2 separate regions of the Mus musculus genome follow, and region 2 is linked to region 1. A link is a contact called in public capture Hi-C data. All regions are on one chromosome and are shown on one strand. Each heading gives the region's core, a stretch centred on a gene start, on an enhancer-like site or on the middle of the called end of the contact. The rest is flanking DNA. Distances are from core to core; before and after follow the strand shown. Region 1 has its middle 83 kb from the start of Gm30474. Region 2 overlaps Setd4 (SET domain containing 4).

The links. Capture Hi-C pulls out chosen DNA fragments and counts their contacts.
Region 2: a capture Hi-C map of embryonic stem cells shows a contact between it and region 1, with 4 times the contacts expected there. The contact joins two enhancer-like sites. A contact is called at or near these places in 1 of 115 datasets of contacts at active chromatin or transcription factors (bone marrow-derived macrophages) and 3 of 9 other capture datasets (adipose tissue, embryonic stem cells and liver).

What each region holds. Positions count from the first base shown.
Region 1 is chr16:93,045,818-93,051,691 of GRCm38.p6, reverse strand. No RefSeq gene overlaps it. Among named protein-coding and RNA genes, the nearest start is that of Gm30474, 83 kb to the left of the region's middle. Within about 2 kb of position 3,416, at least 9 of the 459 cell types and tissues checked have an H3K27ac peak or open chromatin away from gene starts, as enhancers often do. A contact at or near this core is called in embryonic stem cells, where this site is marked.
Region 2 is chr16:93,588,729-93,594,602 of GRCm38.p6, reverse strand. It overlaps Setd4 (SET domain containing 4), which reads left to right. Exons shown (of 12, transcript NM_145482.3): 6 at 1,268-1,356; 7 at 3,300-3,729; 8 at 4,518-4,692. Among named protein-coding and RNA genes, the nearest start is that of Setd4, 12 kb to the left of the region's middle. Within about 2 kb of position 2,897, at least 27 of the 459 cell types and tissues checked have an H3K27ac peak or open chromatin away from gene starts, as enhancers often do. A contact at or near this core is called in embryonic stem cells, where this site is marked.

The DNA of each region.
Region 1 (5,874 bases), core at 2,167-4,666:
ATTTACTGAGTGTCTGTTCAGTGGGCTGGGCAAGAGTGGGAGGTGGAAGTCAGCATCCATCACACTCATGAGAAGCCAACTGTGAGCATCGAGCCGTCAGCCCGCAACAGGGCATCAAAGTCCTGAAGACAGACGACAGGGATGTCAGTGTATCCTAACTAAGTCCCCCCCTGGGACCTATCTCAGTGCCAGTATCAGGAGACTGATCTAAAAGGAAGTTCATCTTGGCCAATGGGTTATTTATACCACACATCCTGTGCAGCGGCCATTTCTCTGAGCATTAGCTACTCTGTGGTGGGGCTTGGGCTCCATTCGCAGAGAAGAGTCTCCACTTCTGTTATCCTCCAGTGTCAATCTGGAGCCTGTGACATTGTGAATCTCTTGTTTGTCTTTTCACTGAAGGAGAAAAGCCACCCTTGTTTATAATTTGTGGGTTATTTGAATATAATGACATTGCAGGCATAGTTACAGGAAATACTTTCTTGCAGTTATTTTGTTATGTCTCAATTCTGCACAGTGTTCAGCCAAGGAAACTGGGAAAACAAATGTTACCAGCTCAAAAAAAGAAAATTGAAGACAGAAGTATTCTCAGAACCCACTGTCTGCTACCAGTGGGAGCCTGACAGTGGAACATGACTCCAGAGTAGAGAGGGGCAGAAGAATACGCTCTCAGGGTTATTGTGTAACTAACTTCTTGATCTAAAAAAAAAAACATTAATTTTTTATTACAATCATTTACCATGTGTAAAAATGAAGATAACTGATTTTTACTTACCTGTATAAATAGCTGGCAATTTTGCCTCATGGAAAATAGCATATAGTGTGAATCCTATGATTTATTCGTGGCAGAGAATTGAGCAAATGTGTTTAATTAAAGATTAAGAACAAAAGCACTCATTCAAATGTGTTACAGTTTGACTACCTTCTCTAAAATTACTTGCATTATCACAATAATAAAATGTTTGGCAACTGGGTAAAAGTCCTCTCCAATGTCCCTGCTCCTATTCCGATCCATTAGCTGACCTGAGAGAGTTTGAAGATATCAGAGATATGTATTTTTACATGTCGGTCAGAATTTGCAGTTCAAGGTTAGCAGGGCTAATGGTAAGACCCTATCTCATGAAAGCTCAATGCTATAGACAGTCAGACAGACAGACAGACAGGCGGGTGGGTGGGTTGAGTGGTTGGGTAAGTAGGTAAGTGGATGGGCAGATGGGTGGATGGATGGGTGAGTGGATGAATGGATAGTGATAGATAGATGGATAGATAGATATCCTGATTGGCAAGCCAGTTCCCCATACTTTCTTGCCAGCACACTGTCAGTGTTGGGGCCTCTCTACACTTGTGCTTACCTTGGCAATTCAGGAGTGCAGCTCTTCTTGGCTTGCATGGACTTTCCTAGAAGACATTGCAGCCCAAGGATGTGGCAACGTGTACCTTTGTGACTGGCCTTTCATGTACAGCATCACTCAGAGGGGAAAGGCGGTGTTGAGATCCATGTTAGGATAAGCTTTTGTTTGACTCTCTCTGTCTCTCTGTCTGTCTGTCTCTCTCTGCCTGTCTGTCTCTCTGTCTGTGTCTCTGTCTCTGTGTGTGTGTGTGTGTGTGTGTGTGTGTGTGTGTGTGTGTGTGTGAGAGAGAGAGAGAGAGAGAGAGAGAGAGAGAATATGTGTGTGGTAGGGGGAGAGTCAGCTTGCAGCTGGGTATGCAGGTGTGTTCACCTGTGAAGGCACATGTGCAGGCCAGAGTAGGGCTATCTTCCTCAATCACTTTTCTGTTATTTAAAATATCTTTCAGTGACCTGAAGATGGAGAGTTTGGTTAGGATGATGGTCAGCAAAGCCCTGGGATTTACATGTCTCTGCCCTGAGAACCAGGGTTTCAGGCACGGGCATAGAACTGTACCTGGCTTCTTCACATGGCTGCTGGGGGGGTGGTGTCCCACACTCATTCACATCTCCATGCTTGCTGCATGAGCACCTCACCTACTGAGACATTATACATTTGTGATTTTTAAAGGATGATGATGAACTGTCTTTATATTCACTAACGACCATTATAAAAACTGCCATTTAAAAATGCCATTCCAGGGACTGGAGAGAGATGGTTCAGCGGTTAAGAGCATTGACTGCTCTTCCAGGAGTCCTGAGTTCAATTCCCAGCAACCACATGGTGGCTCACAACCATCTGTAATGGGATTTGAGGCCCTCTTCTGGTGTGTCTGAAGACAGCAACAGTGTACTCATATAAATAAATCTTTAAAAATAAAATAAAATAAAATATGCCATTCCATTACCAACAAAAAAGGTGACTTCTTGACTCAGGTCAGGGGCAGGTACCTTCCAAAATGTTAGGTAAAACAATACACAACATCAGAATTAGAATGTTAAATTTCACGGTGTCTGCACCACTATGGTTTTCTGAACAATCTAATTGAGCAAAATAAGGTAAAAGGTTACATTTACTTTATCTTTAGGAATATAACGTTATCAAAGAATTTTATTATAAAACAGATCTCTGGAGATGTGGACAGAGCTAGATTCTTTAATTCCTTCTCTTTAAATTAGCAGTCTAGTGAGGATTTGAAAAGACGGTGCAGCTGTATGTTTGAGGGAGTCAGAAGTGGGAAACACAAAGAAGGCTTTAGTTCAGTGTAAACTTTGTACACTCCTGCAGCTCAAGTGTGAAAAGTGCAAATCCGTCATTTCGGAGATGAAGAAGGGAATTCCACAGAAGCTGCAGACGTGTGTGCAGCACGGGGGAACTGAATGGGAAATTAAGGCAGATTAGTGACCGATCACTGTGAAGTAGACTCGGTCTGCACGTATGTGTTCGCAGAATAAATTAGAACTGCTGTTGCGGCCATCTTGGAGGGTGGGGACAAAGCAGTAAGGGGTGCATGTGCACATTCTGATGGAGTGTCCCAAAGTGCCACACACCGGCTCAGTGTCTCTGAAGGTCAGAAATCTGGCTGACTCACAAGCTCAGGGACACTGACAAAGCTACCAGCCAAGTGTCATGTGGGTTGGACACACCTGAAGGTTCAACCAAGAATAGATCTACTTTGAAGGCATTTATAGGAGGACGCCTGGCCACCCTCAGTCCTGCCAGGTGGCCTGTTCATTAGGCAATCAGCAATTCCATCCTGGGCTTCCGTCTGAGCCAGTAACAGATGAGTAACAGTCCTCCTATGTCTTTATAGCCTCTTCTTCTGTTGCCTTTCCTGTTTTTCTGTGTTTTTATAACGTTTTATTTGTTACTTTTTGGTTTTATTTTGTTACTATTCATCAGAAGCATGTTGGGGGTGGGGGAGACTCTCACTGGGGCGAGAGAGAACCTAGAACAGCTCCAGCCTCAGGGATCTGGGGAAGGCATTTTGTAAGCCAGCTTTAGTTGGTTCAGGAACAAAGTGGAAGGTCAGAGGTCATTACCTTATAAAACCAAGACTGCTCTTGTTGAGCACAGGGCCGTCTATACAGACGCTGTAAGCAGGAGAACGGAGGGAGGCTTGGAAGCCACCTCAGGACAAATGGTGACATGGCATGCTATGAGTCCAGCTTCTACAAAAGCCTTGAGAGCTGGGTCCTCAGTGCCACCATTTTCAGGAAAGGAAATTGAGGCTCTTTGAAGTGGCTTTAGGCCATGCAGTTTACAATGACTTTGCACACCCCACACAAGGGCATCAGAAGTAGAGGGAATTCTTTACAATTTATCTTTCTTTCAGCCATGTTTTTACTTTAACTTGCCACTGAAGTAGATTATTAAAAGAACCCGTTTTCTTTTTTAATTGCTAAAATAATGTATGCTTATTTTAGAAAATAAATCACAGAGAATGGAAGTGGAGAAGGACATAGAGTACTCAAGCTGCTTAAACTGGTGATGCTCCCATTGTCAGAGCAGGGTGTGGCCAACAATGCCAAGGCCAAGTCTGTTTCCATGGCAACCAAATACAAACAAAGGAGCTTGCAAGTCCAGAGGGACCAGCTAGATCTTGTTGATTGAACATTCCACTGGACAGGTTTCTGGATAAGGGGGACAATAATGTAGTAGGTGAAGATGACATCAAGGTGACATTCAATGGCTCAAGGTGAATGGCTCCTTCCTTATAATCCAGTTATTTCATAGCTTCTTATGCAAAGTTGTCTATTCAAATGTTAGCTAACAATTGTGACTAGTTTTACCAATAGAAATGTCACGGTGGCCATTGTAGAGATGGCTGGCATATTTGGGTTTCTGGGTGAGCTAGGTGGTGTACAGAGATCCCAGTTACATGTGTGTGATGGTAGGTAACATGTTAATAAAAGCACATGTGCAGAGCAGTCAACAGAGGCCAGATACTGTGTGAAGGATGTAGCACACACATTTGCTCATCAAATCCGCAGAACAAGTTCATGAGGAAAATACAGCCATCGGTGCTGTGATTTGCATTTTATGCCAGTGGAAAGATGGACAGTATTGATTGATTTCCTGGGGCTATCATTACAGCAGTTCAAACTAGGTGTCAAGTCACCACTAAGTCCAAGAAACTGGGTTCCTGAAAACAGCAGGACTGTGTATGTCAAAGTTTGAGAAGCTAGGCATCTCAGGACAGGTAAGGACAGGGCCATGTTTCCTCTGAGATCCCCCTCCCTGCTCTTCTTACTTTTCCAGGAGTGAACAGGAACTTTTGCAATTCTTGGTCTATATTGTGCCTCTACAGCCTCGGCCTCTGGAGTCACATGATAGTCTTCTCTAGGTGGCTTTGTGGTCATGCGACTTTCTCCTCTCTGTGTCTATATACAAAACTCCTTCTCCTTGTTTCAGGCCATCATTATATGATGGGTGAGGATGATGGTCAGCCTTAATGACCTCACCTGAAATTGATGACATCTGCATAGGCTTTATTCCCAAGTAAAACTACACACAGGTGTTAGTGCCAAAGACTTGAGTCTGTCTCTTTGGTGGACATAATAAAGGTGCAACCGTTGCCTACATAGTAAATGACGAAGCCAAAATGCATATCCGCATGTGTCTGGCTTTCCAGTCCCTCTGTACTCTAGCCAGCACTGTCTACTGCTTTAATCGGCCTTAGACAGCACTTACCAGGATCTGATTTCTAGACTTGACACATCTTCTTTCTACTTAAGAGCTTCCAACAAACTGATTTTCTCCTAATTTATTTACAAGCAATGTTGTAGATGAGAACATTATTCAGAGTCTCTTGTCCAGTTAGGCTAAGCTGTGCAATTGGCAGAGATCCTTCGCTAAGATAAAGAGCCACTTAATTTTTCCTAGACTAATCTCCATGTTTTAATTCTTAATTAATTAGTTCTGATTGCCAAGATTGGTGGGGAATTGCTTCATGTTACCCTACTGTGGGCTATCCTTGTGCAAGGCCTTTCATTTGTTTCCTTGTGTAAATGTGACTATAAAAAAAAATATTTCCGACTTCTGAAGACGGCCAGGCAGAGGGGTGGGGAGTCTGGGAGCAGAAAAAGAGAACAAGGAGAGAGCCAGGCTGTTCTTTTCTGGCATGAATGAGGCCAGAATAGGCAGAGTCGGGGTGGCAGAAGAATGGGAGGAAACAGGTGAAGGACGTTACCCAAAGACTGGGGCACTGGAGCAAACATCTCAGTTTAAGCATTGAGATTGTGACCTAACACATATTCCAATTTCAACCCCAAGTAATGCCCATATAGCTTGTGAAAGACAGTAAGTTATATAAAAATTGTATTTATGCCGATGCTTGAGGTGGTGGTATATATGGGCTGATCAGAGAGACAGACAGCAAGCAGCACGGAGCCATGGAGACAGGGAGGAGGGATGAAAATGTGAGAATGTGTTTCCCTGTCATAGTCAGTTAAGAGGCCTATAACAGACTGCCATAGACTATGAA
Region 2 (5,874 bases), core at 1,648-4,147, 540 kb before region 1:
GAGGCTGAAGCCAGACAGAATACTGAGACCATCCTCGTTAATATTATTTATAAGACATTTAAGCACATTTTCAATACTTTTCTTTACCTTCTAAGGAAGTCTTGCAAGACTCTTCCGACTCCTCAGACCTGTTTGAGGTGTGTTGTGTAGTGAGGAAAGGAGAACATGGACAGATCCCGGGAGTTTGTATGTCTGTTACTTAGTTGTCTTTTTCTGTTGGCTTCCACTTCTTTTTTTTTTTTTTTGGTTTTTGGTTTTTGGTTTTTTCGAGACAGGGTTTCTCTGTGTAGCCCTGGCTGTCCTGGAACTCACTCTGTAGACCAGGTTGGCCTCGAACTCAGAAATCCACCTGCCTCTGCCTCCCAAGTGCTGGGATTAAAGGCGTGCACCACCACACTCAGCCTGGCTTCCACTTCTATATGTGTTGTGAATATATATACTGTATCTTTTGGTGGTTTGAATTCTTTTTCTTTTTTAAAGTATTTTTTGTTGGCTGATTTAGTTGTATAGATTTGAACCTGATTCAAAGAGATTCTGAGTTTTGTTGAATGCAATGAAAATATGTGATATAATAAAAATTATGAGACTTAGAAAAACAAGTTAAATGCTGTCTCACTCCGAAAGAGAAGAACCAAGGCATAAGACACATCATGCTCAATCAAAGCCTAAGTCCTGCATTGTACCTCTTGATTCTGGAGCTCGCTGTCTGGCATCTGGAGCTCACTCGCGATCTCCTGGGCTCTGCCATCCATGAACACCCACAGCTTGTCTTGTAGGCTGAGGCCAGCTCCACTCCACTCCTGCTGCGGTCCCTCGTGGTCACCTCATGGTCCTGGCATCCCCAGGATACTGGGATCTCCTCTGCAGCTGAGGCTGTACCTTCACCAGTGTCCTCTCCTGGCCTCTGACAGTGCCAAACTTGTTTCTTCCCATGGCCCTTCAGCCCTGGCATTTCCATTGCAACAGAGGCTGCACCGTCACCAGCGGCCTCTCTTGGGTCTCAGTGCCAAGCCTTAGCTGTTGCTTCAGACACTTACGTAAACGTTGTTTACCCTGTTGATGTGCAGCCTTGGCTCCCCCACTGGGCCCCAGCCTCCGTGTGCTGACCCTGAGGAAGTGCCCCCAGAAGATCTGATCTCCACGATGCTGGTCTTTGGTTAATCAGAGCTAATCTTGAAGCCCATGCTCATCCTCACTGCTTGTCCTGGTAAAGCTGAGGTTTTACTTCCGCAGTGTTCTTCCTAAACTCTGCTTTCTCTTTGGCAAGGAGGGCCAGGTGATGATCTCACTGCCTGAGAGCTGTCTGCTCACCACGGACACTGTGATTCGAAGCTCCCTAGGGCCCTACATTAAGAAGTAAGTGACCACACCTCACACCTGGTGTCTGCCAGTGCTGCTCACAGCCCACGTCGGCAGCACAGGGCGTGAGGACCCAGCTCTCGGCTAGCCGAGAAATACTTAGTACGATTGAAGGTTTATTCTCTTCCAGGGTTGTTCTTGGTTCAGTGTGAACTGTGTTTCCAAGGTTTTCCAGGCTGCCTAGGATGTGGTGCTCACCCTGTCCCCTATTTACTAGAAAGTGAGCATGGGATGGGATGGTGTACGTGACAATGGTGTGGCTGTTTCCTTCTACCCTAGAAAGCTTGGCAGATGCTAGGCCACTGTCCCAGGTTCACCCTGTTGTACCAGCTTGGCTTCTTCACCTTTGAACAGATTTGACCTTAGGGCAGAGCTTTAGTTAGGAATGGGGGAGGGTAGGTGCTGTAGGTTGAGAGCCACGTCCTGGGCATGTGGTGGTGAGCCTTGCTTTCAGAGCATCCCTGAAGTCAGAGGAGGGAGAGCCTCAGCAGAAATTATTTCTACGTTGGGTTCAAAGATGGTGCTGACCCTTAACCCAAGTGGATACCCCTCCACCTGCTCTCTATGAACCCCGTTACCGCCAGCTCTCTATAGGCCCCTCCCCCGGCTCTCTATGAACCCCATTACCCCTCAGCTCTCTATAGGCTCCTCCCCTGGCTCTCTATGAACCCCATTACCCCCCCTCTCTATAGGCCCCTCCCCCGGCTCTCTATGAACCCCATTACCCCCCCTCTATAGGCTCCTCCCCCGGCTCTCTATGAACCCCATTACCCCCCCCCTCTATAGGCCCCTCCCCCGGCTCTCTATGAACCCCATTACCCCCCCTCTCGATAGGCCCCTCCCCCGGCTCTCTATGAACCCCATTACCCCCCTCTCTATAGGCTCCTCCCCCGGCTCTCTATGAACCCCATTACCCCCCCTCTCTATAGGCCCCTCCCCCGGCTCTCTATGAACCCTGTACCCCTGGCTCTCTATGTGCCTGTGCAAAGTGAAGATGCTCTCTGGCCCTTATTCTCTGAGTCACTCAGATCGCAGTACAGTGTGTGGTAACATGGGAATTTGGGCTTCGAAGAATAACGGTAATGTTTCTGAGTCTGTTTGTGCCTTAGGGACTGAATTATGAGTAATTATTCAGCAGCTACATGATTTGTATTAGAACCTGGGAGTTTCGGATTCCACAGTTCTGTCTTGGTGGTGCCGTCCAGTAGAACCCCCAGCAAAGGTGTGGCTGCTTTGTTCTGCACTGTCCAGGAGCCACAGATGCCTGTGCAGTGACTGGAATGGGAATGTGCCTTGTGTTACTAAACAATGATTCCTTTTGGTTTGGTTTTTTTTTTTTTTTTTTTTTTTTTGGTTTTTCGAGACAGGGTTTCTCTGTGTAGCCCTGGCTGTGCTGAAACTCACACTGTACACCAGGCTGTCCTCGAACTCAGAAATCCGCCCGCCTCTGCCTCCCGAGTGCTGGGATTAAGGGCGTGCGCCACCACACCCGGCAAAGAATGAGTAGTAGTTTAAATTGAAATAGTTACTTGAGCCAGCATTCACTGTGTTGGCTGGCGTGGCTCTGTCCTTCTACCCTCTGTACCCTGTGTTATTTACCCTGTGTTATTTACCCTGTGTTATTTACCCTGTGTTATTTACCCTGTGTTATTTACCCTGTGTTATTTACCCTGTGTTATTTACCCTGTGTTATTTACCTTTACACGGTAAAACTCAGAAGCCTTCAGCAGGAGAACCAGGCTGGAAACAAGGTGTTGGGTTTTTAAACGGGAGTGAATCTTACCTGCTAGTCACGGAAGTGGCGGCTCGGGAGAGGCACGGCCCTAGGAAAGATGCCTGTGTCTTGGAGAGTTGACAGTTTGAACACAGCCCCTCTGAGGCAGACGACATTGTGAGAGTCCACACTTTAACTCTTCCCATCTGTCTCCTCATTTCACCAGGTGGAAGCCTCCTGTGTCTCCTCTGCTGGCCTTGTGTACTTTCTTAGTCTCAGAAAAGCATGCCGGCTGTCGGTCCCTCTGGAAGTCTTACCTGGACATCTTACCCAAGTCATACACCTGCCCGGTGTGTTTGGAGCCGGAAGTGGTAGATCTTCTTCCCAGCCCTTTAAAGGCGAAGGCGGAAGAGCAGAGAGCCCGAGTGCAGGACCTGTTTACCTCCGCTAGAGGCTTCTTCTCTACCCTGCAGCCTCTGTTTGCAGAGCCTGTGGACAGCGTTTTCAGCTACCGAGCCTTCCTGTGGGCCTGGTGCACGGTGAACACCAGGGCTGTGTACCTGAGGTCCAGGAGGCAGGAGTGCCTTTCCGCAGAGCCGGACACGTGTGCGCTTGCTCCGTTCCTGGACCTGCTGAATCACAGCCCACATGTGCAGGTGAGAGGGCGGCATGGAGACAGGTCCTGCCGTTACAGAAGCCTGCCATGTAGGGACAAGGGTTCTGAGTCAAGGATGGAATGGTAGTGGAGGTGTAGCCTGCTTCAGGTGGATGTGCCGGGCCACCGCCTTCATGCTGCCCTGTCGTCATTCTAGCAAATGTCTGCTGAGCTTCTGCACTGCGCTGCCCTCCAGGCCTGCGGGCCCTGTGCTGAGCCAGGCCTTTCCCCGATCCAGGCAGTGACACTGGGCACACAGAGCATGTGAGGCTGGACACAGGGACTCAGTCATTCCCCAGCAGCCTCACTTGGATTTTATTGCTGTTTGTGGACATTTGTGGACCTTGGTGATTCTATAGATGACCATAGAAAGCCCCAGCCATAGTTGGTGGGAGCCTGAGGGTCCTGAGCTACAAAAGACCTTTCTTACCTTAAAGAACTATTAACAAATAACAGCCAGTGATCAAGACCACAGTTGGTGGAGCCTTTGCAACTGCTAACAACAGTCTTAGTACTGCCATAGTTTCTTCTCTTAGGCTGTTTGTGACAGATCAACTCCCAACAGATGTCACGCTTGGTCATTTTCAGAGTCCATGACTGGAGTTCCTCCCTCACCTGGGTAAGGGCGAGATGGAGGAGGGAACAGGCTGAAGTGCAGGAGTCGGATTCTCTGTCCGTGGGAGTCTCCCTGCTGAGCGTGTCACACTGCCTCGTACTGAAATTACCATGGTGGCTTGATGAGCCTTTAGGCCTGCGCTAACAAGAGGACTCTCATACCTTCTCCTGTAGGTAAAAGCGGCGTTTAACGAGAAAACCAGGTGCTATGAGATTAGAACAGCCTCGCGCTGTAGGAAGCACCAGGAGGTGTTCATCTGCTACGGCCCCCATGATAACCAGAGGCTGCTCCTGGAGTATGGCTTTGTCTCCGTCCGCAATCCTCACGCCTGCGTTCCTGTCTCGGCAGGTTGGACTGGCTGATAGTGGTTATTTCCCGTTCTAATGGAAAGAGCTGTCCTAGGCAACATTCAGTTTCTCAGGCAGAGCCTGCCTGCGCTTCCTGAGTGGAATTTCTTTGTTGAAGTAAAATCAGCACAACTGATTGATACTGATTGATCGGTTCATCCGGGTCATGAACCAGGACGGTGGAGTGGGAAGAGAGCTGCTTAGCGGATGAGTGTGAGTGTCACGGCTGGGAGGAAGCAGGCATCTTTGTTCTGAGGCGTCATTGTTGCTGCAGAGGGAGTAAGCCTGTCGTGAGTGGAAACTTACTCAGCACTCAGGTAGAAGAAGCAGCTAAGCCCTGAGCAAGCCGCCAGAGGCTTCAGTGCCCGGCTTATGTTCATCTGTGTAGGCTGGGACGAGTATAGTATAGTAACTCTCAGGAGACACTGTCTGCCTTCGTAAGGCAGAATATCAAGTATGCTTCCTAGAGACACAAGAGCCAGAGCTGGGGCAGCGAGATGGGACGGGCCAGTGGGTGGAGGAGGGGCTTGCCGTAAAGCTTGGTGACCCGAGTTCAGGCCTCAGGACGTCCAGGGTGGAAGGAGAGAACTGGCTCCGGTAATTTGCCCTCTGCCCTTCCGTATGTATGTGGTACACTGACAACACATGATAAATGCATGCAGGGATTTCTCTGTAAAGAAAAGTGTGAGTGGGGACTTGTCCAGTGAGTTAGGAAGCCGGCTGGCTTTGAGATTGGCCTGTTCTGAGTCCTTGTAGTTGTCTTGTGGTGGCTCTGACTGTAAGCAGTTCATGTGTGTCTTAGTCAGGGTTTCTATTCCTGCACAAAACGTCATGACCAAGAAAAGAAGCAAGTTGGGGAGGAAAGGGTTTATTCAGCTTACACTTTCCACATTGCTGTTCATCACTAAAGGAAGTCAGGACTGGAACTCAAGCAGGTCAGGAAGCAGGAGCTGATGCAGAGGCCATGGAGGGATGTTCTTTACTGGCTTGCTCAGCTTACTCTCTTTTTTTTTTTAAAGATTTATTTATTTATTATTATATGTAAGTACACCGTAGCTGTCTTCAGATGCACCAGAAGAGGGCGTCAGACCTCATCACGGGTGGTTGTGAGCCACCATGTGGTTGCTGGGAATTGAACTCAGGACCTTCGGAAGAGCAGTCAGTGCTCTTACCCACTGAGCCA